3 separate regions of the Mus musculus genome follow, and all the other regions are linked to region 2. The links are chromatin contacts, called in public promoter capture Hi-C maps. All regions are on one chromosome and are shown on one strand. The core of a region is the stretch at or near the end of the contact, and the rest is flanking DNA. Distances in the headings are between cores, read along the strand shown.

Region 1 (3,889 bases), core at 519-3,018, 110 kb before region 2:
CCTCATAAACCTCTTGCCTAGATTTCTTCAACAACAGACACAAAGATTTTTTTAATCAGACTTTTAATCAGTTGCTATTACAGGATTACCAACCCCTAGATACTGAGCCAGAAGCCTGGGACTCCTGATTATATGCTGATAGTGAAGGTCAAGTTCACTTAAAGGACTTTGAAACCCCCATTCAGCAGGAAGCAGTCTAATGATAACATCAACCCCCTTTCCTGGCCCCTGATTACTTATCAATAATAATCGGGGGTGGGATGGGGGGTATAAGCCCTTTGAGGCATGTTAGTGGCCAGGTCCTGCCCCTGTGTACCTCCAAACACCAAGTTCTACCCACAGAACACTCTGCCCTAACAGCCAGCCCTTGCCCACACCCTTCAGAGTAAAAAGCCCTCTGAAGAATAACCAGTACAGATTTAACTAGCTCTTCTTTTTTTCCTCTTAAAACTGGTTTTTCTTAGGTTTCACATGATTGTTATGGGTATTCAGGCTGTTTCCTATCGTAAAAACTTTGTGATGGTTGCTTACATTTTTCTCTTTCTCTAATTTTGACTTTAAAAACTCCTCATTGATTTTATTTTTGCTGATGTTATCTTAACTGTGATTTAGAAAAGGACCAATACTCAATACCTGCTCAAACGACCATGTTTCCTGGATTAAGTATTGAATGCTACTTCTAGCTTTAAGTATGACTGTTACTTTATTTTAGAACATTTAAAATTCTGTTTCCTGTGTCTTAAACATCTTAGCTTTGACAATTTTAAAACCCATCATTCTGACACTCTTTAAAAAACAGCCAGTAATGCTGGGTGTGGTGGTGCACGCCTTTAATCCCAGCACTCTGGAGGCAGAGGCAGGTGGATTTCTGAGTTCGAGGACAGCCTGGTCTACAAAGGGAGTTCCAGGACAGCCAGGGCTATACAGAGAAACCCTGTCTTGAAAAACCAAAAAAAAAAACAAAACAAAAACAAAAACAAAAAAACCAAAAAACAAACAAACAAACAAACAGTCAGTAAGTTGGGCGGTGGTGGTGCATACCTTTAAACCCAGCACTTGGGAGGCAGAGGCAGGCGGATCTCTTGAGTTCAAGGGTGGCCTGGTCTACAGAATGAGTTCCAGGACAGCTAGGGCTACACAGAGAAACCCTGTCTTGCAAAAAACAAAGAAATGGACAAAAACAAACAAAACAGCTAGTAAGTGAAATTATTGGCTAAATGAAAATTTTAAGCAGCTGTGATATGCAGTAAGCCCTGGGCAAGCATTTGACTGGAAGGGACACAGATGAAAACAAACAGTGCCTCTTTGTACACACAGCTAGCACTATGAATTCTGACTTTTAGAGAAAGCAGCAAAAATGCTTCCTTCCATTAACAACAGCTGATTTATGAGATGGCTATCAAAAGAAGCTTTAGTAATGAATTAAAAGAAACTTATCTCTAAGATCGGTGGATTATTCTCTTATCCAGTTATATTAACTGTTAAACACTGTAAAGTCATTTGTTATTAATAAAACTTACAATATAAGCATTTCACATTATTGTAAAAAATTAGTACAGATTGAAGGTTATTTTCATTATAAGCTATTTTTTCTTTCCTTAGGATATCCTTTCTGCTGTGGGTGTGTGCTGATTTGAGTAAGAGATGTCCCCCACTGGCTTGTGGATCACACTTGGCCCCCACTGTTTGGGAAAGGTTACAGAACCTTAGGCAGGTGGAGCCTTGTTACAGGAAGTATGTCACTGGGGCAGACTTTCAGCCTTGTTTCACTTCCTGTTCTATTTCTCTGCTTCCTGTGTGTTGAATACAAACATGGCCACCCAGCTTCCTGCTCTGCCGCACACTTTCTCTACTGGCTATCATGCCTTTCCAGCTGTGATGGCCTCTGGACCATAAGCTAGAATACACCCTTTCTTTCTAAAGTTGTCTTTTTGTTATAGTATTTTATCACAGCAGCAGAAAACAAACACAGGGTAGAAATGAAAAAGGTAAGTACCAACTCCCGGTGCGTTCAGACTGATAGCTTAGACAACTATGCTGTCTGTCATTCAGTAGTGAGCAGCCAAAAACCAATCATTAGTACCTTGTGGAAATAGTAACAGTTTTCAGTAGCGTAAAATTATGATTCCATACTATTCTTATTAATTTTTTTTACCAAATACATTTTAGAAAAGATGATATAGGAAAAATAATGCAAAGGCAGATTTTTCTTAGAAGAAACAAACTCTTCATGAGAAATGATGCTATTTCTATTAATAATGACAAAAGTGTTGTATTCCCTAAACTTAAGTTGAAAGTGATATAAATAAAATGGAAATAAAGCCATTTATATTAATATTCAAAATATAATAATTCAGAAGTAAATAAAGTTTGATTTTGTTATAGTATGTACTTACTTGCCTTATTAGTAGTACCTCTGTAGACAGGAGACTTGGTAATAAAGATTTTAAAAGTAGTTTTTTACTTTTTACAACAGAATGACATTTTTAAGTTTCCATTTTCATATTTCTTTAAAAGATTTAATTTTTTGAGTAAAAAATTCATTTATGAAATTCTTGCAATTTCTTTCAAAAACATTTCTTCATACATGTTTTCAGATTTTTTATTAGATATTTTCTTTATTTAAATTTCAAATGTTATCCCCTTTCCTGGTTTCCCCTCTTAAAACCCCCTACCTGCCCCCTCCCACTGTTCACTAGCTCACCCACTCCTGCTTCCTGGCCCTGCCATTCCCCTACACTGGGGCATAGAACCTTCACAGATTAAAAAATATCTGGGTGAATCTAGAGAATTTTTAGAAAAATACAAATGTATTATGTTTGAACTGGTACAAACTGCTGATCTGTATACAAAGGAAAAGTTCCAAGGGGAATCCTGCTAAAATGTGATCTAAGCATGCTCAGTAGGTGGTATGACCCGACAGTGAGCCAGCAATAATTCTCCCAGGCACATGAGCAGTAAGGAAAGTGAAGAAGGCTCATCCTAGTATTTATAATGGTAAAAATGGGAACACCCAAAAATGTCCTCCAACAATAGACTGCATTATTAAATTCTAGACTAGTGTTACAGTACAGCCTCAGCCTCACAATAAATGAACAGAATCCGAACTATTAACATCTGCCTGTGGGCACCCAGACTCCTTTCTTACAACTGAGGGAGTATAGGAATAGGATTAAAAGTACCAATTCGAGAGTCCAACTATTCTGTTACTTTTTGACCCTGTACTTTTAATCTTGGATCAAATACTTGTACTTAGCCAAGAAGTGTTAGAAGAAACATTTAATATTTTTAAATGACTTAAAAGAGCATATGGCACATGATAAACATGATTAAGCAGACCTTAACCAACTGAGTTTTAACCCTTCTACTTGGCAGCCACCTTCCAATAACTGATATAAACCATCTTATTTTCCATAAAGAGCTGTGTGTGCCTACTTTATGTTGTCTGTGTTAGTGAATGTGAATGGGTGGAGGGAGGGGTGTGTACATCCCGGGAAGGCCAGAGAAGATGTCAGCTGCTTTCTACTTTATTGCCTTGAGAAAGATCTTTTCCTGAACTAGAAGCTAACCATGTTTCTTAGTCTAGTCAGTGACTCCTTAGACTGAACCTAGCTCTGCTCCCCCAGTGCTGGGGATCTCAGATACTGGCGACCATGCCTGGCTGGCTTGCTTTTTTTTCTTTTCTTTTTTCTTTTCTCTTCTTTTCTCTTCTTTTCTTTTCTTTTCTTTTCTTTTCTTTTCTTTTCTTTTCTTTTCTTTTCTTTTCTTTTCTCTTCTTTTCTTTTCTTTTCTTCTCCCAACATGAGCGCTAGGGATTCAAACTCAGATTGTCCCATGCAGCTCTTACCCACTAAGCTATTTCCCAACTCCCTCCCACAGTTTTCACCTG
Region 2 (3,719 bases), core at 161-2,660:
GTTTCTCTCCCTACCAAACTCTTCAGCCACAGCACCTGGGCTTGTCCTTGTCACACACAGTCAATCCCTCCGTCTTCCTCTAACAACGTCACACTACAGGGTGTCTGGCCCATGGGAGTGACTGCTTTTTGTTTTGTTTTGTTTTGTTTTAATGTATATACAAATAAAATTAAACGAGCCACCGCAGAGGTGTGGTAAGGACCGAGGACCCCGGTGTCCAGTTTCTCCGAGTCTCTTCCAAGCGACTATGGAGAGCTCAAGTTCCATCACTGACCATTAACCAGCCCTACCTACAATCGTTGGACCAACGTGTGCTGCTTGTCTTTCTAGGTCCTTTCAGCAGAACCTTCCAAAGGGACCAAATTCCAGCCGCAAGAGGAAAATCTCCTTTATCCGCCCATTCCTACCTCCGAAATCCTGGTCCCAAAGGGAGAAAGGCAAGTGCAGCCAGGCTAGGCAAAGGGGCCGTCGAAAGCTGCACCCACAGAAAGGCATGCCTAGGTCGCCCCCATTTCGCTGTCCCAGTGAACAAGATTCAGAGAGGCTGACAGGCTGGCCAAGGTCACCGTGCTTGCTCGTCGGGGCCGAGGGGCGCCCGCGCCTACTTCCGGCTCCCCCTTTCGGCGGCGGCTCCGGGCGCCCGCTCCCCACCCGGCCCCGGGCCGCGCGCCCTCCGCGGATGCTCGCACTCCACTAACTAGGGCAACTGGAGTGCGCCGCAGGGACGGCGCTCTGCAGCGCGCCGCTCGCCCCGAGCAGCCCCCAGCTGGTGCCGTGACAGCTGCGACCTCCGCCCCCTGCAGCCGCGCCAGGCTAGCGAGGGAACTCGAGAAAAGTGGCAGCGGGAGATGGGTCCCAGAGCAAGCAAAGCCAGGACGGAGGGCGCCGGCTGCTCCCCGCCCCCTAGGGCCGCCGCGGCCGCGCGGCTCGTGACAGCTGCACCCACCGCGAGGCTCCCGCCGCCACCGCCGCCACCGCCGCCACCGCCGCCGCCACTCACCTGCCTCCGCCGCCGCCGCCTCTGGGCCGCGCTCCCCGGCGCCGCGCTCACTCGCGACTGTGGCGGCGCCGCCGCGGACTCCGCCGCTCCTCCGGCCCGGCGCCCGTCCCCGGGGCCCAGGCGGCCCGCCGCCGCCGCCGCCGCCTCGGCTCTCCGGCCCCCCTCCTCCGGAGCAGGAGTCCCCCCACTTCAGGGGGATGCAGAACCACCCCGGCACAAGCTGTGCTTGAGGGAACAGCAGCGAACTGCAGCCGAAGGGCTTGAGGCCGCGCTCCGACCGACGGACGACAGGACGAGGTGAATCGCGTCAGTCTCCCGCTCGCCCGGCCTGAAGAACAGGCATTTCAGCCGCTCTCCGCGGCCGCCATGTTCTCCTCCTCCACGGCTGCCGCCGCCGCCGCCGCCGCCGCTGCCGCCGCTGCCACCGCCGCCGCCGCCCCCCCGCTCGCGGCCCCGCCCCCGTGCCCCGCCCGCAGCGCCCCGCCCTCGAGCCCCGCCCCACCCACTCGCGGCTCCGCCCTCACCCCTGCCCCCTCCGCGGACAGGCCCAGAGCCCCGCTGCCCTCTGGCTCCGACGGCGCGCCCCGGGCAGCGCGACCCCTCCAGCCCCGCGCAGCGTGAAGCCGCCCCGCGCCCTCTGCCGGCCGCAGGCACGCCGGGGCCCGAAGTCTTAAGGAAGTGTGAGAAAGGAGGCCCGAACTCTTTCCGCACGGACCCTCCCCACGGGGCAGTTCTCTCTGCTGCCAGGAAGCCTCGAACCCCAGAGTGTCCCTTAGCGTCCCTGAGCGGGCTGTGGGACCTATGGCCTCTAGATGTTCTTTATAGTTTAGGGAAAGTTGGGGAGCAACCTGAAGGCCCTGGGGATCCCAGAGGAATCTGACCTGGGCCTGTTTCCACTCGCGAGTTGTTTTACTTTGAGTAAGAGACATCCCTCGGGCCTCGTTTTTGTTGTTGGTGTTGTGTTCTGTAAGATTTGAGAGGTGGTTTGCCTAGATGATTTCACAGACTATTAGACAACGGAAAAGAAAGATCATCTGCCCCCTTTCTTTTTGCAGATGAAAAGATCTGACTGACAGTGTCTGGCTCTACAATTGCATGAATTGACTAAAATGTCTGTCATTCACAGATCTTTTCCCTCTAGGGGGGACCCACATCTTTTTTTTTTTTAACCTCCTTTTTTTTCTTCTATAATGGAAATGCTACTTTCAAAAGTAGTGTTCCTTGTCACCGGAGGAATCAAGCAGCCACAGGACAGCTCCTTGAGCCTTGATCACTTTATCTGGAAAGCAGCTCTTATCCCAAGACCTGCAATGTACCACTCACTGTTCTCTCTGGCCGTGGAAGTGCTGTGCGGTCATCTTTGTTTCCCTGAGTTCTTGTCCTCATTTAGCTGACTTGTGATGCTGTTTTCTGCTGTTTCCCATCCTGCATTGGATGCCCCAAAGCAGCCTGTGAAAATCCTTAAGTCCTCCATGTCCCTTCCCTAAGTCAAACCTGACATCTCGCTGGCCCTCTCTGAGACAGCCTGTGACTTCTTTCACAAAGCAGGTACCTTCACCCTACTACTGCTGAGTGCCCTGTGCTGCCTTCATCTTCCTGTCTTGGTCATAGTTATAAAGCAGCCAGCAGACCATACTCAGCCTTCCTTTATGCAGTCATCCTTCCATCCCTGTGTTCATTCCGTTGATTCTTATCAAAGTCAGTACCCTAGTGCATTTGATTAGCTCCTGTCCTCACCTTCTTTACAGTACCACCTGCACAATCCACAGCCTTATTAATAGCTGAAGTGCTTGAAGGTCTCTATCTCTACTTAGTTTACTCCTGTGGAGTCTGTTTCCTGGTCTAATACCATCTACCCTGTGCAAAGTGCATTGTCCGGCCCTCTGGTGCTTACAAATGAGCCAAGTATAGGCAGTCCTCCTGTCTCTACTAGACTTCAGGAACTGCTGATGTGTAACTGTGGTGGGCACATCAACTTTATCTTGGTTTTTCTAACTGGATGTTTCTAGCCCCTCCTTTCTTACTCTCCCCTCTTCCTGTTTTGTGCCTCATTCTTTCTACCTGTTCTCTGAACTTTGTTTCACTAACACTTTTCTTGTCTTTTCCTTTGTGTGTTTGGGAGGCGTGGGGGTATGTTTAATTGTCTTTCCTTCCTCTTCTCTCATATAAGTTGATTTGGTTTGTATCCATAGCTTTAACTATTAGTTTCTGTCTTAACTTTAAGCCATTCTCAGGCTGCAGAGATGACTCAGTGGTTAAGAGCACTGGTTGCTCTTCCAAAGGACCCAGGTTCAATTCCCAGCACCCACATGATGGCTGACAGCTGTTTATAACTCCATTCCCAGCATATATGACATACTCTCTGGCCTCCCTGGGCATCAGGCACAGATGTGGTGCACAGGCACAGATGCAGGCAAAGCACCCATACTCATAAAATAAATTAAAAATTTAAATATACATCTTAAAACATTCTCAGACTACTCAGTACTGAGATTTTTTGTTTGTTTTATACTTATTTGTTTGTTTATTTGTTCAGTACCTTGCTACATAACACAGATTGGTCTCCAAGTCTGAGTCTTCCTGCCTCTGCCTCCCAAGTTGCATAAATATAGGTGTTTGCCACCCTGCTAAGATTTTACTGAATTGTGAATGTAACTTAAGTAGTATGTATATTGCTATAGCTATTCATGGGTGCTAAAGAAAATTCTTTCTCTGGAGT
Region 3 (3,499 bases), core at 631-3,130, 81 kb before region 2:
TCTGGGTGCAACATCTGTCACCCCACTGATCGCCAGGGCTGATTCATCTGATCTGACTGTCTAGGCAGGTATGCCCTCCTGAAGCTGCACAATTGGCCAGTCCTCAGTTGATGGAAGGGACAACCTTCCCCAATAGAAGAGAACTTGTCTTTGGTTGAGGGCATATGAGTAGCTGCGCTCCCCTGATAGAACCTCCAAACAAGCTCTCAATTACCCTCTGATTTTTTTGAGGCAGAGTCTCTCACTGAACCTAGAAGCACATGATTTGCCTAAATTGCCTGCGCAGCAGGTCCCAGGCATGCTTCTCCCTCCACTGTCCAGCACTGGGACTATAACACCCAATCTTTCAAATAGATGCTAGGGATCCAAATTCAAGTCCTTATGTTTACATAGAAAGCACTTACTGGCCAGGTGTGGTGGCGCACGCCTTTAATCCCAGCACTCGGGAGGCACAGGCAGGCGGATTTCTGAGTTCGAGGCCAGCCTGGTCTACAAAGTGAGTTCCAGGATAGCCAGGGCTACACAGAGAAACCCTGTCTCGGAAAAAAAAACTAAAAAAAAAAAAGCACTTACTGACTTTTAGCCATCTCCTACAATCCCCATTTTGTTCATTTTGAAATTGGCTGTTTCTTTATTATAGAGGTTTGAGAGTTCTTTGCATGAGTTTGATACAAGTCCTTACTAGGTATGTCATTTGAAAATACTTTTCAGTCTGAAGATGGTACTTTCATTCTCAAAATGGTGTCTTTTGTAGCAAAAGCTTTTAATTTTTATGAAGCTCAATCTGCCACTCTTCTTTAACAGACCACACTGCTGGTTTCTTGTCTAAGAACTCTGTCCTACCCTTAAGCTATGAAGGTTTGTTTTCTACCTAAAGCTTTATGAATTCACAATTTACATTTTTAGACATAGAATGTCCTTGGAGTTAATGCTTTTGTAAGGTACGAGTACAACCACAGTCCATTTTCCTCATTAACAACAAAGGGTTTATTCACCTAGAAAAGCTAAGCCAAGGTCAAGAAACAGGGTGATCTCTATATTAAAGAAGATGACTTAGAGAACTGTGGGGGAGGGGAGATATATTAGCATTTTCTTTAAAGAGTGATTTTTCCCTTGAAATGCTACTTTGTTGAGGTAATAATTTCAAAATGCCATGATCAGAAAAAAAGCAAATTAAATATTTTCTGAACATCTGTCATATTCTTTGGCTAGGGCTGTATATTCAACCCATATGTTCCTATGTAAAAATTTTTACAATAAGTAACTTGTTGGCATTATTTCTGCTTTACAGAGAAAAACACTGAGCATACACAGCTCAAATGGTTTTATTTTCTTCTTTAGTCATATTTTCCTAATTTGTCTTTAAAATATTCTCATTATGAAAGAATGAAACCATTTCTGGAAAATCTCCACATAGGTGAGAAAATTAGTAAATCCTGCTACCAAGCTGCTGCAAATACATGACTGATCCGGGAAGGGTCTGCGAGCAGCAGCAGCAGCAGCAACAGGAAAGTGGTCCAGAACACAGCTATGAACACAGCTGAAGCAGATGGAAAACACAGAGCTTTAGCAAAGAAACAGAACATAGTTACAAATGGATATTTCAGAAGTAAAAATACAATATTCAAAATTAAGCTTACAGGATTAACTTATTAGCAAATGAAGATTCGTGAAGAATGAAAAGTGAACTTGAAGACAAATCAATAGAAACAATCAAATCTGAAAAGACACATAATCATGGGAGCCACAGGAAGTGAAGAACAATTAGAGAAATACATCATTTTTTTGTCTTCAAAGTTCCAAAAGGAGAAGAAAGAGAACGGGCCATGTTTCCCACCTGCTTCCCTTTACAAAACTGGACTATATCCTCCCCACACCCCACTGTGCTGAGTCATTCTCTACTGTTTTTCCTGCCTGCCTCCCTTTACAAAAGTGCCCCCTCCCCTGCTGTGCTACATCATTCTCTTCATTTCCATATTACATATTCTGTGTAATCCATAACTGTAAGTTCCAGGGCTCTTCTAACTGCAGTGAGCTCAGTGCTCCTCAGACGAAAGGAGCATGACCGAGCGCCAGAGCTCCGCTGCCTCTCGGGCTTCCCAGGCTCCCTGAAGGAAGGACCGACCAGGTCTCACACCAATCTGTTTCTCGTTCTTCATAAGACTCAATTACCAACTTGCAAAACACAAGAAAATCAAGAAGAGGGAAGACCGATGGGTAGATACTTCATTCCTCCTTAGAATAGGGAACAAAATACCCATGAAAGGAGTTACAGAGACAAAGTTTGGAGCTAAGACGAAAGGATGGACTATCCAGAGACCACCCCACCCGGGGCTCCATCCCATAATCAGCCACCAAACCCAGACACTATTGCATATGCCAGCAAGATTTTGATGAAGGGACCCTGTTATAGCTGTCTTGTATGAGGCTATGCCAGTGCCTGGCAAATACAGAAGTGGATGCTCACGGTCAGCTATTGGATGGAACACAGGGCCCCCAATGGAGAAGCTAGAATAAGCTCCCAAGGAGCTGAAGGAGTCTGCAGCCCTATAGGTGGAACAACAATATGAACTAACCAGTACCCCTAGAGCTCGTGTCTCTAGCTGCATATGTAGCAGAATATGACCTAGTCGGCCATCACTGGGAAGAGAGGCCCCTTGGTATTGCAAACTTTATATACCCCAATACAGGGGAACGCCAGGGCCAAGAAGCGAGAGTGGGTGGGTAGGGGTGGAGGGAGGGTATGGGGAACTTTTGGGATAGCATTTGAAATGTATATAAAGAAAATATCTAGTAAAAAATAAATAAATAAAAAGTAAAAACAAAAAAAAGACTCAATTACCTGAAGTTACATATTTTACATTCTTTATCTGTCTCTTCCACTAAAAAGTCAGTTCTATGAAAGCCTGGACTTTATAGATTCTGGCCTCTCTTACATGATTTATGCTTACTTTCATATTTGGTAATGGATAACTGAAAACTACTTCCTTGGGAATTCAGTTCTTAAAATGAAAATTTGGAAGAAGTGTGATTTCACACACCATTTTAATGTTATCTAAGTAATTATTACACAATAAACATACCCAATTTAAATGTACAGAACAAAGAGTTGTAACCATAAAAAATCACCCATGTGATTGCTACCATGAACATTCCCATTAGCTCACCAAAATTCATCTTCATGATTCTTCATAATCTAGCAAGTTCTGCTTCAACATATAAAAAAATAAGTCCAGAATGACTTTAATGAGAAATGATTTGGTTAATGACAGAAGTTTTATTCTATATGTACCAATTTTAAAAGTATATGTGTGTGAATATACAAACACACACACACACACATATACATACACACACACACACACATTTAGTGAGATTAAAAAAAAAGATCATCTTCCTCCCTGTTCTCCAGGGAAGGAGGGAAGGAGGGAGTTGGGGGGCAGGGAGGGAGGGAGAGAGGGAGTGTGTGTGTGTGTGTGTGTGTGTTGAGGGTGGTGCA

Evidence for each region. Promoter capture Hi-C pulls out the DNA fragments that hold promoters and counts their contacts.
Region 1: a promoter capture Hi-C map of pre-B cells shows a contact between it and region 2, with 2.4 times the contacts expected there. The contact joins the enhancer-like site here to the promoter of Ncoa1 in region 2. A contact is called at or near these places in 6 of 39 promoter capture datasets (the 3T3-L1 cell line, the HPC-7 cell line, hippocampal neurons and 3 more), 1 of 15 datasets of contacts at CTCF or cohesin (pro-B cells), 6 of 484 Hi-C or Micro-C datasets (bone marrow-derived macrophages, brain, embryonic stem cells and 1 more) and 3 of 9 other capture datasets (adipose tissue, liver and pancreatic islet).
Region 3: a contact with region 2 is called in a promoter capture Hi-C map of stem cell-derived epiblast-like cells, with 2.6 times the contacts expected there. The contact joins the enhancer-like site here to the promoter of Ncoa1 in region 2. A contact is called at or near these places in 10 of 39 promoter capture datasets (the 3T3-L1 cell line, 3T3-L1-derived adipocytes, the HPC-7 cell line and 5 more), 8 of 484 Hi-C or Micro-C datasets (brown adipocytes, cerebral cortex, cortical neurons and 4 more), 2 of 115 datasets of contacts at active chromatin or transcription factors (embryonic stem cells and heart atrium) and 2 of 9 other capture datasets (adipose tissue and liver).

What each region holds. Positions count from the first base shown.
Region 1 is chr12:4,364,368-4,368,256 of GRCm38.p6, forward strand. The region is part of intron 2 of Ncoa1 (nuclear receptor coactivator 1); the gene reads right to left. Among named protein-coding and RNA genes, the nearest start is that of Gm51963, 93 kb to the right of the region's middle. Within about 2 kb of position 1,769, at least 27 of the 459 cell types and tissues checked have an H3K27ac peak or open chromatin away from gene starts, as enhancers often do. A contact at or near this core is called in neutrophils, pre-B cells and pro-B cells, where this site is marked.
Region 2 is chr12:4,475,772-4,479,490 of GRCm38.p6, forward strand. Ncoa1 (nuclear receptor coactivator 1) reads right to left here and starts at 1,411. Exons shown (of 23, transcript NM_010881.2): 1 at 1,001-1,411.
Region 3 is chr12:4,394,496-4,397,994 of GRCm38.p6, forward strand. All of the region lies in intron 2 of Ncoa1 (nuclear receptor coactivator 1), which reads right to left. Among named protein-coding and RNA genes, the nearest start is that of Gm51963, 63 kb to the right of the region's middle. Within about 2 kb of position 1,881, at least 10 of the 459 cell types and tissues checked have an H3K27ac peak or open chromatin away from gene starts, as enhancers often do. A contact at or near this core is called in stem cell-derived epiblast-like cells, where this site is marked.